3 separate regions of the Mus musculus genome follow, and all the other regions are linked to region 3. A link is a contact called in public Hi-C data. All regions are on one chromosome and are shown on one strand. The core of a region is the stretch at or near the end of the contact, and the rest is flanking DNA. Distances in the headings are between cores, read along the strand shown.

Region 1 (2,700 bases), core at 103-2,602, 78 kb after region 3:
GTCTTCCCACTCTCATGTCCTGAAATTCAGACTTATCAAAAAACTCAGCAATTTGTTGAATACGTTTTATTTCCTGTTGACTTTATTCATGGAAAATCACCAAAAATTGGGAACGGAGAGAATTCAGGATAAGATCTGAGGGAAGACCTTGCAGCTTAGAAAGAACAGAGATCAAAGAGGAGAGCAGTGTCAGCCTATCCGAGCCCAGGTGAGCGTTTCAGCAGAGAAGAGCGACAGAGTCAGAGAATGAGTCTTGCTCTCAACAGTCCCTAACAGGTAGAGCCCCGCGGAATGTGTAGTGTCAGATGCGCTGGGGAACATTCAAAGCTGATGGCCTTTTCTTCCTTCTAGAACACGAGGGAGCATGAGATGAGCAGTTACCTAGAACAGAGGGTCTGTGCTTCTGCCTCTTTAGCCTGTGTGCAGTTAGCATCTAATACAGAATTGCCTACGAATCTTGGGGGTTAAAGAAAGGACCTTGAAAGGACCATTGGGCTACCAACGTCCAGAGGTGAGGCATACAGGCAAGTGGACGAGTGGTGAGGTCAAAGGAACCACCCACAACCAGCAATCACAAGCTCAAGGACCACACAGGCATCCAACTCAAAGTCCACTGTGGATCCCTGAGGCCCATCATCTGAACTGAAAGTCAGAAAGCCTCTTCTTGCGACCACTCTGCCCACATGCAGTCTTGACAGTGCCTTGGAACTGAGTAAGCAGAACAGAAAACCCCAAATAATTATCTTTTCCCAAGAGGAATTGAGGCTCTAGAAAGAGATTGTGTTAAACTCAGACACATATTACCCAGAGTTATGAATTCTTAAATTCTGTCCACAGGTGAGAGAGAAAAATCAGTTAAGGGAAGTACGGCTACTCAATTTGGGACCCTTAAAAAAAACACACCTGGAATGGAGTCCTAGGACGTAGTAGGTGGAGGTAAAGATTGGAAGTCCAAGGTCTTCCTCAGCCAACCTGAGATTCGTAACAACCTTGTGTCAAACAGAATATGCACCTCACTCTATGAAAGGTTTCAAAGGTGACAAGTGTCTTCCTTTCTAGGGAGCTGTGAGGATCACATGGGCTGTAGATGTGACGCAACCCGAGAACATGAGTGTGAGCACTCGACTGCAGCCACACACCCTGCCCTGAACTTGCCAGGATCAAGACCAGACAAGCAGCAGGCTCATCGCCTCCAAACAAGGAGGTGAGGACACTGGTAGGAAGCCAAGCCTGGGCCAATTATGAAGTGGCTAAGAGAAGAAACCAGAAGCCAAGAGTAGAAGATTCAGATAAGAAGCCAAACTGTGACAGAAGACCAGCCAAGTCGGATCACACTTTGGGGAAGCAATGTGGGAGAATGTTCTCCAAGAATGACACAGCCTAGCACTGGCTAATATTTTCCCTTATTAAACGTATGACTGAATATCTAAACCCAAGTCTCTGGGGATGCAGCAGAGAGCACTACAAGTCCCTGGGGGCAATTTCAAGTAAAACGCCTTGGATCCGCATCAGGGAAGAAGAAAACAGATTCCTACAAATTGCCTAAACGGTAAGCTAAAGGCAATCAGGAGAGATTATGGAAATTCTCTCCTCAATATTCAAATTGAGGAGCCTTTACCAGAATGTTGCAAAACAGAAAAAATAAAGCTGGGGACTGTGATGGATAAAATGTTCATACATTTGTATTTATGGAAGTAGGCACCAAATTCTTTGGTTCTTGATAACAATTCAGTAGTAAAATGAGTCTGGGAAGGACATTTAAAATGTACAAGAAAGGGAGAAGTCACAGAGCAATGGAAGAATAAAGATAGGTGAGTTGAGGCAAGAGAAAAATGGAGGGAGTGGGTCCCCAAGAAGCTACAGAACACAGCAGACAGTGAATGGGTGATGAGCAGTTTTGTGCTCTGGGCAAAGGAAGCAAAATGGACCCGACACTCCCCCCCCCCCCCCATCCACCTGCACTTTCTCACTCTCACCCCACCCCACCTCATCCCCACCAAACCAAAGAACTTTGTTCCACATGGAACTCAGCATGGTTCAGTACTACCGAAGGATCCGTGCCGGGGTGCCAAGGAAGGCAGAGGCCACAGAAACTAAAGGATCGGTGGGAACAGAACAGGTGCAGAGTGTTGGGCAGGTAGAAATGACTGAGTTGGAGATTTAAGCGGGCTTCAGGGGAGAGGAGGAGGAACCCAGAACCTGCCCGTGTTCCTGCTCCAGCAGCTGGACACGCTGTTTACCTAGTCATTCTTCTCTGGAGACACACCAGCAGGTGCTGGGATTCAGGGACACAGAATCATCTGGGGCATGCTGAATTTGTTATTCTCCAAATGGAGAGCTCAAATGGAGCCCGCAGAAGCACCAGGCTGTCTGTATCTGGGGATGCAAAATGAGATCTGCCCAGGGATGCAAATATGAACGCTGTCAGCACAATCAAGGTTCCTGATGAGTGGGATGCGGGGTTCGGGGGGGCGGGGGGATGAGGGCTGTACATGGTTCTTTGCCTTAATATACCTGGGTAAAATGGCCTTTGTTTTCAAATTTCACTGTATAGTCATATGAGGTATGAATAAAAAATATCAGTATCCAGGCTGCCACATTTTAAGGTGCCTCATGCCCTGAGTGAGTCAGATGCCCAACCCTCATGCCCTGAGTCGGATGCCCAGAATCCACCCGGTAGAAGAAGAGACAGTCTGCTTC
Region 2 (2,700 bases), core at 43-2,542, 110 kb after region 3:
CTGGCTGTCCTGGAACTCACTCTGTAGACCAGGCTGGCCTTGAATCCTGGGAGTTTCTTAATCCAGTTACATTAAAATAAACATTGATCAACACACTTTATTAAAATTGAGAGACTTCCAAGTTCCTTGGGTTTATATTTACTTATTGTTTTCTGCTTGTGATCATGGTGCTAAGGATTTAACCAGGCAGGAGAAGTGTTTTGTTTTTGTTTTTCATGTTGCTTTTGTTTGGTTTTAGGGTTCTTGTTCTTTTGCATTTTGATACCGCTGTTTTCCTTTTACACCCGACTTGTGCCTGTACTTTTTAAACAGCTGTCACTGCTGGACTTAAATCAGTGATATTTTCTGTTTTCAAATCTCATTGGCACTCACAAGGATCACGCTGATCTTAGGCTCCGTTCTGAGCTTTCCGCCCCTCTTCCAGCGTTCTTATGACTGTTGGAGAAGTGTCTGTGTGATCACCTGCATGTCATTAAGTTTCTCCTGGAGAGGTGTGCACAGACTACACACACACAAACTATGAGCTTGTCTTACATGCTAACAGTATTCTTTTATTTCATTTGCTGTGGTTAGAAAATTTCCACTAATCACATTTTAATTCGAACTTCTAAGAGTAAGTAGATAACTGAATTATAGTACTTTAAAAGTACTTTTTAAAAAATCAGTTGAGTTAGCACTGGCACTTGCCTCGCATAAGGTTGAATTAGGCCCCATGAAAATTTACTTTATATAACTGCTTCATGACTTTCCATCTAATTTCCAAGCTAATGTAGCAAACTTCTGATGCCAAAGGTATTGCACAAGTGAATTTATTATTTTATCTTTAGAGAACTCTTTAATGAAAACTGGGTTGCATTACTGTCTATTTATATCTCATTTTAGCAGCCATTGGAAGTCCCCGTAACAGCTCTCTCCAAGGATTTGAGGTTTGGCATCCACCTTAGTAAGTGTTGACTCATCATGTAACTAGTTTCCATGGAAGGGATTTGGGGTTTATCCTCTTTTCAAGCCTAATAATTATGTAGGAATAATGCTACTCTCTATATTACATGAGATTGGTAGGAAAGGAATGATCCATTTTATAAATGTTGGTTAGTGGTCTGCTGAATGTCACATATCAAGCAAGGTGCAAGAGTCAGAATTAAGTATGAAGGGGAAAAAAGATATGACAACATCATTTTCAAGAAGAACTTATAAAAGAAAAATTTAGAAAGTACAGGCTCGGCACAAGTCCCCAGAGGCAGAGAGGTATTCTAAAGGGGATTTTTAAGCTATTGCTGGAAGTGAAAGTAAGAGTTTACTCACTGAAGTAGCACTGGAGGGTAAAGCTGGTCAAAGGACTGGCATCCCAAGCAGAAGAAGCAGCTAAAGGCAGGAGCATGAAATAGCACAGTGTACTTTGCTTAGCTCTATAGGAAGCACGGAGTGAGAGAGAATGCCTAGCTGGGTATCAAATACCTACTGAAGACCCAAATCCACTGTCTTGTTTGAGGAGTTCCAGAATTAAGATGACAGCCTGTCAAAAGTTTCCAAATCTCCCAGAAAAAAATAATAGCCAAACAAGTAGCTTCCAGGGTGTTGTCTTCTTCAAAGAACTAGAAAGTGTTATGAGAGAATGTTGCTAAATCTAGAACGATTTTGAAACAATGTCCCTCTCCCTCATTTTTCTACCTTCTCCTTCCTCCAAGGCCATCTCTACCTTTCCATATCTCCAGCCTCAAAGTCGCTGGTCTCAATCCTTCAGGTTGACTGCATGGAGGAGAAGTCTCGGAAGCTGTGGCTTGGTCATCACTGGTATAATAATTGGAACATGACAATTAGCAACTGATCTAGAGAGAGTAAATGGGACAAAGTATAAAAGCTCAGAGCTCAGCAGAGAGCTATGCAGGGTGCTCACGGGTACCAAAGAAGGAGGTGTAAGACAAAATACTTAAAAGAGAGAGGGCACATGAGAAGAGGTAGTAAGCCCCAGGTTATGATGGTTCCGATATCAGAGCATTTAATATGGCTCCCTACCTCCAAAAGTTCCTTAGAACTCTTCTTATATTGCCAATGGCTACTCTGTCCTTTATCTACTCCTCTAGGGGTATTCTCTCTTCCTCAGCCATAGTCTTGGACCCACCCTCCTTTTGGACTTGTCAGATTTCACCATGGGGAGTATGGGGCTGATAAAAGGGTTTTCTATTTTTTTCTTGGACAAACATGTTTTGTAGGTGTTTTAGAAGTGTATTTCATGAATATGAAATCAATAGAGTTTAAGTGTATGCTTCCATGGACCTGGAAAGTTGAATGCAGAGTATGAGCACCACTCCACCCATGATGGAGCACTTCCATTCTCATTGTCCTCTCTCCTTTTGCAGTTAAGCCCTCCCTCTTTCTTTCTAGAAAATCTTGACTAGTTTGCTAACTTTATGGTTTTCTAGAGTTTCGTATAATGGAGTAGCACAATATGCAGCCCTTGTGTATGATTTCACTAAGCATAGTGTTTTATGCCCTGAAGTTTATGGCATCTGCTATTATGTGTATTTGCTATCTGATAGTAGCCCACATGTGGACGTACAAACCACAACTGCCTAATTCATTCACAAGGTGATAGCGATTTGAATGTTTCCAATCTGAGTTTACTCTTCAAACGCTTGCTTAAGCATTCCTGAATATGCCATCATGAATGTGTATATGGAGGGCCAGTTTTCTTCTTTT
Region 3 (2,700 bases), core at 106-2,605:
CACAGTGTAAGGCTTTAGAGCAGTTTCCTAAGATGTCTTTTGGCTTGTAAATGATTCTCGGGCTAATCTTGCTTAGTTTGCTTTGTTTTTCCTGGAATTTCATATAAACAAAACCACCCAGTATAGTGTCTTGTATTGACTTCCATTTAGCATTTTTCTTTTGTTATTTATCTCATCAGGGAAAACTTATTTCTTTGATCACAGAGTAATATTCTACTGTAGACTTATCATGACTTGCTCACCCATTCCCTAGCATTCCCCCTGCAGCCCTTGAGATGGTCACAGTCCCGATTATAGCTTTGTGCTATAATAAACATAATATAATTATATATCATATTATATAATTATAATAGAATCAGTGCTATGATCACACTGATTGATTTTCAGGATGATTTGATTCACAGAACGAATCCTGTGTTCCCAGGTTCAACTCCCCTGGTTATGTATTAGCTTTTTAAAAATGTTGTTGAATTTGATTTGATAAAATTTTGTCTGTGTCTTTGTGCCTATGTTTATGAAGGATGTTGACCAAAAAATCCCCCCCCCCCCAGCCTCCCGGGTCTGAGGTCTTTAGTCAGGATAAAACCGGTCTTAAATAAATTCAGATAATGTATTTTGCAATTCTTTGCGGAATGTCGAGAAACATTACACTATACACAAAATGGTAACCTGGCAGGTGTCGTTTAAATGTACATATTTAATATATAAGTGATTTATTTGTTCCTACATTTCTCGATTTCCCCTTAGTTTCCACAACAAACATTTATATCAATTATAACAATTATTCACACATAGCTGAATAATTGGCTGAATTCATATATGACTTGTAACACAGACTTAAAGAAAAACAAAAAACAAAACAATTAGACCAAGGAACTATGGGGATGGGGGATGGTATTTGCTAGAGATGGAACTGAGAACCTTAGAAACTGTGGAAACTCTTCCAGAACAGACCTTCCTACCCTGTATAGACCCGCACCATGAACACCCGTTACAAGCTTTTATAAGTAACAATTGTACAAGGCACCCCGTGGCCCTATTTACTTTATAAAGTTAACCCAGCATTACTTAATACTAAACTTTTTTTTCCTATGAAGATGCACAATGGTTTAATCCAAAGAAGGCACGTCAAACAATGAAACTCCAAGTTAGTGCAGCCTGAAGGATACTAGTTGAACTGGGCATGCTCAGTCGCCAGGCAGATTTTTTTTTTTTTTCCCAGTGAAGTGGAAACTACAACTGCGCGTACCGGGTGAACGGGGGTGGGCGTGCCCTCGTGGAATTTAGAACGTTCTCTTAGCCAATGGGGCCTCGCGGCTGGCTGGCAGGGCTCGCCATTGGGGGACCGGGATGCGAGCGAGTGGAGCGCCGGGGGAGGAAGCGGAGGTGCAGGTCGGAGAGGCCGGGCTAGCCGAGCCCATTGCGGGAGTAGCAGCAGCGGCCAGGCAGCATCCAGCAGTGTGCCAGGCGGCCCAGAACATTGCTTTACTTTTTTTGCTGCACCAACGTAGTCATTATGCCGAAGAGAAAGGTAAGTCCTGTAAAGGGGGAAAAAAAAACCCTGCTCGCAGGCCCTCGAGTGTGTTTGGAGTAAGCCCCCTGCGCTGCGATGAACGCGGCGATGCGCCTAATAACTCAGGCGCTGGGCACGGCCGCTGCCCGCTCCTTCTGCAAATGCCTGTTGCTGACCTCGCTCGCCCCGCACGGAGCTCTGAGTGTTACTTTCCCTCCAGGGACGTCCTCCCCTCTCCATCAACTCCTGCTTGGAATGGTTTCCATCTCTTGCCAGCAGCCAGGGCGGGTATCCATCCCCCTCGCAGGAGTTTCCTCTTGGCAAACTCAGGTTGTTCTCAGGGTGGAGGGAAAGCAATGAGAGGAGTCTCCCGGGCCAGGGAAATCGAAAAACGTGGAAGCACTCAGAGGAGCTAGGCGGGGTCCGGAGTGTCCCCTGGGCCGTGCCCTGGGCGAGCGCGATGCGGGCGGAAGGCCGGGAGAGGGAAAGCCATGTTTCCCTACGCCAGCCCTGCTGCGCCGCGGACCCGTATGTACCCACTCCGGTGTCAATCACCAGCCGCGAGGGCGGGCGGGGCAGTGCGCAGCGCCGGGTAGGCTGCAAAGAAGGGGACTGGTGCCAAGCTCACTGACCCTGCCAAGGTCAGGGGCCACCAAGCCCCTGCCACTGTCCCACCCACGACCCCACGCTTGGCCAGGCAGGGAACCGAGGTCTTTTTAGTCTCTCCTTTGCCCCTGGTGGGTTGTGTCCCCTCCGCGCAGGGACGTCATGAGCCACACGTGGGGCCACACAGCTCCCTCAGGGTGGGGCTTCGACTTGTCATTGGACTGGTGAAGGAAGGGCAGATATTTTTCTACCCCTCCCAGAGAAAAGCGATGTGTGAGGATTGCGTCCTAAGAAAAAAACCTTCCTGCCACCTGCCCAAAGGACCCAAGTCAACCATCTTGGCCATTAAAGTTGAAACTTGGTTAATACCGTTTTCTCCCGAAGACTGTGCACTGTGTGTGTGTGTGGTTGCTTTATTTAAAACTATCAAAGCTTTAAAATTTTTAGAAGCTTTTGCTTCCTTATGCATCGTCACTAAGAATTTTATTATAAACAACTCCACTCCTTTAAAATGTATTTTATTACATTGATTGATTGATTGATTGTATTCACAGGAGGCACTGACACCCAGATTGCAGTAG

What was found. Hi-C and Micro-C count contacts between places; a contact is called where the count stands out from the background.
Region 1: a Hi-C map of olfactory sensory neurons shows a contact between it and region 3, with 1.8 times the contacts expected there. The contact joins the enhancer-like site here to the promoter of Hmgn3 in region 3. A contact is called at or near these places in 3 of 39 promoter capture datasets (liver and macrophages), 2 of 484 Hi-C or Micro-C datasets (cerebral cortex and olfactory sensory neurons) and 1 of 9 other capture datasets (liver).
Region 2: a Hi-C map of B cells shows a contact between it and region 3, with 23 read pairs. The contact joins the enhancer-like site here to the promoter of Hmgn3 in region 3. A contact is called at or near these places in 4 of 39 promoter capture datasets (the C10 cell line, epiblast stem cells, hematopoietic stem and progenitor cells and 1 more), 1 of 484 Hi-C or Micro-C datasets (B cells) and 2 of 9 other capture datasets (adipose tissue and pancreatic islet).

The regions. Positions count from the first base shown.
Region 1 is chr9:83,066,928-83,069,627 of GRCm38.p6, reverse strand. Gm35746 (a long non-coding RNA gene) reads left to right here. Exons shown (of 3, transcript XR_379662.2): 3 at 1,060-1,528. Among named protein-coding and RNA genes, the nearest start is that of Gm35746, 4.5 kb to the left of the region's middle. Within about 2 kb of position 1,352, at least 7 of the 459 cell types and tissues checked have an H3K27ac peak or open chromatin away from gene starts, as enhancers often do. A contact at or near this core is called in olfactory sensory neurons, where this site is marked.
Region 2 is chr9:83,036,028-83,038,727 of GRCm38.p6, reverse strand. All of the region lies in intron 5 of Gm39383 (a long non-coding RNA gene), which reads right to left. Among named protein-coding and RNA genes, the nearest start is that of Gm39383, 29 kb to the right of the region's middle. Within about 2 kb of position 1,292, at least 36 of the 459 cell types and tissues checked have an H3K27ac peak or open chromatin away from gene starts, as enhancers often do. A contact at or near this core is called in B cells, where this site is marked.
Region 3 is chr9:83,145,262-83,147,961 of GRCm38.p6, reverse strand. Hmgn3 (high mobility group nucleosomal binding domain 3) reads left to right here and starts at 1,355. Exons shown (of 6, transcript NM_026122.4): 1 at 1,355-1,531. The coding sequence starts at 1,517.